2 separate regions of the Rattus norvegicus genome follow, and region 1 is linked to region 2. A link is a contact called in public Hi-C data. All regions are on one chromosome and are shown on one strand. Each heading gives the region's core, a stretch centred on a gene start, on an enhancer-like site or on the middle of the called end of the contact. The rest is flanking DNA. Distances are from core to core; before and after follow the strand shown. Region 1 overlaps Parp4 (poly (ADP-ribose) polymerase family, member 4). Region 2 holds the start of Parp4 (poly (ADP-ribose) polymerase family, member 4).

Region 1 (2,700 bases), core at 162-2,661, 39 kb before region 2:
AAAGAAAAGTCCTTCTTGAATAAGTCCATACACTTTCCCAGGGCAACGTCACAGATGACCAGGAGCCTGGAGCCATCTGTCTCTCCTGCATGTGCGTACTTAATGCTCGTACTGCATGAAAAAGGAAATAAACACAAGTCATGAACACGAGGCCAGCCTTACTTCACTGTACAAATAAGAAACATGGCTTGGGCACCTCTAACCCACAACTGTGAATCAAAATCTGAAACGGCCCGAACTGAAAACGCTGATCACTGATTGATGGGACAGCGCAGATGGAAAGTTCTACCCCTAATCTTGAGATGGTAGGAGTCTGAGGTACACACACTAAACATATTGTGTAAAATCACCACCAGGCTACGTTTATCAAGTGTAGATGAACATAAATGAATTCCATATTTGGATTCGTGTGTTCCGAAAGATATTTCTTTGTGTACACACATATAATCCCAAATCTTAAAAAAAAAAAAACAACCCAAAAAACCAACTTCTAGTCCTTCAGACAAGGGATGCTCAGACTGCATTGTTGAAAGACTTTCTAGAGCGATCATTCCAAGTTTACCACTGTAGCAATAACTCCAAACATACAAGTTAGAACTTCATGGTGAGAAGTTGGGTAGGTGTGCACTTATAACCCAACACTTGGGAAAGTGAGCAGAAGGCTCATGAGTTCAAGGCCAGCCTCTGCTACACACTAAATCCCTGTTGAAGAAGAGAGGATGAGAAGGAGGGAGATGAATGGGGGAAGAGAAAAAGGAGGAGGCTGTGTTGTTCACTATGTACTTTTTCATTTAAAAAACCCAGTGTAGCACACACCTGTAACTCTAGTCTGTTGAAGGCTGAGGCAGGAGGATCACTTCACGTTCCAAGCTAGCCTAGTATACATGAGTTTCCAGCTAGCCTGGGTTAGATAGTGAGACCCCCTCTCAAAAAGAATAAAAACAATTAGGTAACTGAGTATAGTGCTTTTCTTTATGGCAGATAACGATCGAAGTGCTCTGTTCTCTGTCAGCCACTAAAAATATCTATATTGTACTGCAAGGAATGCCAGAGCAATGAATAAGAAGGAAAACATTTTTCCACATAAAAATAACTCTTCTATTTTACACTCCCATTTTAAAAAGCAGATCAGAAGTGTGCAAGACTGGGGAAAATCAAAGCTGCAGGCAGTTTTTTCTCTCCTACATTATATCCCAACCCCAGTTTTCCTTTCCTCCTCTCCTCCTAGTCTCTGCCCCCAACCTTTCTTCTTCCCCAGATCACTCTAAAAGGACGGAGGGGGGGAGGGGGAGCGGGCGGGGCAAAGGCGGGGGTGGGGGGAGCAGCCTTCCGGGAATATCAACAGAACATGACATAGCAAGTAACAAGACTTGGCGTGTTCCCTCATACCAAGGCTGGATGAGGCAACCCAGTGGGAGGAAAGGGGCCCGAGAAGCAAGCAAAAGAGTCAGAGAGTCCCAGCTCCCACTGTTAGGAGTCCCACAAACACCCCAAGCTAGACAACCGCATCATAGAAGAAGACCTAGCACAGGCCCATAGATGCTTCAGTCGCCATGAACCCCTATGAGAAGTTCCCCCACAGTTTTGGGCTTTGAACACTTGGTCCCCAGTTGGCAGCACTGATTATCGAGGCTCAGGAGGGAGTGGAGTTGGAGGAGGTGTGTGCTGGGGTTTGGTTTTGAAGTTTCAAACCTCAGGCCTTTTTTAGTGTGACCTATTCTGTGTTTGTAGTTGAAAGAGTGAGCCCTTAGCTTCAGGCTCCGGAAGTCGGAAGTCGGGCCTCCATTCCTTGGAACCACAAACCCAAAACAAAACTCCACCTTCCATCAGGAAAACAACTAATACCACTGTCCTGGAGAAAGAACAAAACAGCAAAGGTCTGCTCCCCATGTGACCCGTGTTAGTCGACCGTTCTGAGGCTAGCGCCCCCTGGTGCCCTCAAGGTCCCCATCTGTGCTAATGAGAATTGCCTGTGGGGTGGCTTCTGAGAGTAGAGGAGATGAGGGGCACTGGAGAAGATGCAGCTAGAAAACGTATGTAGAGGCTGAGACGGGCTGAGACGGGCTGGCCCAGTCAGTTAAGGTGTCCGCTACCAAGCCTGAGGACCTGAGTTTGATCCCTGGGCTCTACTTGGTAGAAGGAAAAACCCGACTCCGTCGAGTTGTCATCTGATTTCCACGAATGCACTGGGGCATGCACACGTCTCCCCCACCTCCACCCCACATGCGCACACACGTTCACACACTAGATAAATAGATCAAAGTAATAGACATTTAAAGGCTCTGAGCAAAAGAAAAACACTAAGACTTCAAACATAATTTTCCCAAATGTTCACTACAGAACCCATGTTTTTGCAGTATGCTGTGGCAATGGCTGCTTTCCGAGATGCTTCAGTGGGCGAGAGACTTCCTCAGTAAAGAAAGAGAGGGAGGTTTGTGAGGATCCCTCTGTGATGGGGCTCAGGCAGAAGTCACTAACCTGAGTGAGTTGCTGAAGTAGATCCCGCTCCCCAGATTTCCAACGTCTGTTCTTTGCACACCGCGGTCTTCCGCTACCTTAGGTAAGAGCAGCCCTCTGGAAGAAAAGGGTAGGATCATGAAAGGAAAGGACTCTGCCACGAAGCCCTTAGATTCAGTGACCAACAGGAAGTTTGCTGTCTTTACAAACTTTAGGTCAGAGTTCAACTGGCCCTCCATACCT
Region 2 (2,781 bases), core at 175-2,674:
CAAATGTGATAAAAAATTCTGCAACACACTCATTCTCTAGAGTGACTTTCTCCCTCGAAAACGCACACTTGGGTTGTCGCTATTTTTGTACTGTCATTTAGTAGTCCAGAATCCACAGAAGGTTGAGGTCTACCCGCTCCGTCCCCCAGTGAATCATTCTGCACCCCCGCAGGAACTATTTTACAGACCCGTGTCTTCTGTAAGGGGCCGTAGGAAACAGGATCTCTGCAAGAAACTCCTGGCTGGGAATAACGAGGCTCATTCGAGAGCCTTATTTTAATCGTTTCTATTGTTGTTAGAAAGATCATAACCGAAAGCCACTCGAGGAGGAAAAGGTTTCTTTCATCTCACAGCTTACGTACGGTCAAACACGAAAAGCAGGGCATGAACTCTGGGCAGGAACCTGGAAGCCAGTGGTTCTCAATCTGTGGGTCTCGACCCCGTTGCCAGGGTCTCCTAAGACCACGGGAAAACACAGATATTTTTACATAACGATTCATAACAGTAGCACAGTTTAAGGAACTGACTGTATGAAAGGATGCGATTGGGATGTAAAGCGAATAAATAAATTGATTAATAGTCAAGGGAGAACGCTCTTACTGGCTTGCTTTCTGCTTCTGTTCACCTGCTTTCCTTATACAGTCCAGGACCCCCTGCCCAGAAGCCGCAATTCTGGGCTAAGCTCTCTTCAGTTAGCAATCAAGAAAATGCTCTGCAGACACGCCCCAGAGGTAAATCTGATGGAGGCCATTTCTCAGTTGAGGTTCACTTTTCCTAGGTGTGTCAATTTAACAGACAAGAATAGCCATCGCACCGGAAGTAGCTTTTAGTAGGGCAGAGGCATATATCCGACACAAGGACAAAACAAAACAAAAAAAGGCTTATTTCCTGACCTTCCTCTTTTTCATTAAAATGAATTGTAACTGCCATAGGTAGGGCCTAGACAGATTAAGAATTTCTCTATTCCCAGTCTTGGCTAAAACTACAAATTAACCCACTCTCCTCTTTTTATTTATTTATTCTTTTTGTCTTAGTAGGACCGGGAGCTAAACCTTACAGTCAGTCAGGTTTGGCTAAATTTCAACTCCCGACCTCAATGAGTTAATTTCTTCTACCATAAGTTTCCTTGGAAATTCAACTTTCAGAAAGTAAAGACATGTTGTGTTCTGCTGCATTATTTTCCCAGAACAGCAGAGGGTCTGATCGCGCAGACAAAGTTGACCTCTCCAGCGCACCCGGCCTAGGGCCGCGACCCCTGAGCAAAGTTTCAGCGAAGGTCATGGCCACCCGGGACTACCGGGGTCCTCGGGCTGTCAGACAGCCTCCTGGGGCACCCACGCACCTGCTTGGAGATCCCTCCTGGCCCTTCCTGGGGTCGGATGATCCTTTCCTCGGAGCCCCACAGCCAGCGTTCCAGCCTCTGTGCTTCCGGGAGAGGTGGGGCGCGTCAGGGCGGGGCCGTGGCTGAGTCTCCTGAACCCTGGACCTATGCTCAAAGTTGCCAGCGCCCCTTAGCGGGGTTCCCTGAGACTGTCCCTATCACTTTGCCAGCTGGCGAGAAGGCGTGGCCTCAGCTTCCAAGATCAGCCTAGCTTTCAGGACTTTCAGTTTCTTTTTCAGACTGTAAATTGCCAGTAGGGGTAAATCCAAAATTTGAATCTGGGAGATGTGACAGATGGCGACTTTTGACCGAGAAATTATCATGGATTGGGGCTAAGTAGCGTGCTGGAATCCCAGAGCAGGTGAGAAATTTCCCAAAGGTTTGACATCACAGAGAATTTAGGGTTGAAGAGCTAGGTCTTTGGTAGAGGGCTTGGCTAAATTTGTGGGCCCCTGGGTTGGATTTTCAGCATCAACAGTGGAAGAAAATGAGAACTTCTGAGTTTGGAGCGCACAATAGCATCCATCACTAATCGGAGACACTCAAACGATGGGACTAGGGCTCTACAGCTCAGTTGGTTATTCGTTTCACACGTGTGGGCCCTGGGTGCTAGAATCAGAAATGTACTGAGTAGGGACTGATTTAGAAAAAAATTTGATTCCTCAGAATACGATGAAATGAGAATATAAGGTCTAGACTAGAGAATTGAATGTAAAAGGTGGAGCTGAATTTTGGTGACATGTTTTATTTGGGTGATGTCTTCGGGTGCCAACCGATCTGGAACTCATTAAATATGCTAGGCTAGCTAGCCAGTGAGCACTAGGAATCTACCAGTCTCTGCCTCCCAGCACTGGGATTACAAGCACATACCAGTATGTGTGGTTTTTGTTTTTTTTTTTTTTGTTTTTTTTTTGGTTCTTTTTTTTCGGAGCTGGGGACCGAACCCAGGGCCTTGCGCTTCCTAGGTAAGTGCTCTACCACTGAGCTAAATCCCCAGCCCCGTGTGGTTTTATAAGTATAATATATACATATATTTATTGTTTGCATGTGTACACGTATGTGTGCTTATTTCTACTTTGACATGACTCTGGGAACAGGACTCATGTCGTCAGGCTTGTAGGACAAATGCTTTACCCACTGAGCCACCTAGCTGGCTTCTAGCCGTTTTCAAAATGTTGGTATTGTGTGCTACACTCTGGTCTTTATGCTTCTAAGGCAAACACTCTAGGGACTGAGCCACCTCCCCATCCCTAGAAACTTCTTTACTGGACTAGGGATACGGTTCAGCAGGTTAAAGTGCTTGTGTGAAGCCCTCGATTCAGTCCCTACAATGTATTAAACACAGGCTTGGTGGTTTATGTCTGGAACCCTGCAATGTGGAGGTAGAGATCTTTAGTGCG

What was found. A called contact is a pair of places that touch in the nucleus more often than the background predicts.
Region 1: a contact with region 2 is called in a Hi-C map of the A7r5 cell line, with 1.7 times the contacts expected there. The contact joins the enhancer-like site here to the promoter of Parp4 in region 2. A contact is called at or near these places in 3 of 12 Hi-C or Micro-C datasets (the A7r5 cell line, Schwann cells and mammary epithelial cells).

What each region holds. Positions count from the first base shown.
Region 1 is chr15:34,843,537-34,846,236 of GRCr8, reverse strand. It overlaps Parp4 (poly (ADP-ribose) polymerase family, member 4), which reads right to left. Exons shown (of 34, transcript NM_001427093.1): 12 at 2,479-2,574; 13 at 1-111. Among named protein-coding and RNA genes, the nearest start is that of Parp4, 39 kb to the right of the region's middle. Within about 2 kb of position 1,411, at least 8 of the 93 cell types and tissues checked have an H3K27ac peak or open chromatin away from gene starts, as enhancers often do. A contact at or near this core is called in the A7r5 cell line, where this site is marked.
Region 2 is chr15:34,804,846-34,807,626 of GRCr8, reverse strand. Parp4 (poly (ADP-ribose) polymerase family, member 4) reads right to left here and starts at 1,424. Exons shown (of 34, transcript NM_001427093.1): 1 at 1,343-1,424. It also overlaps a transcript of Cenpj not described here.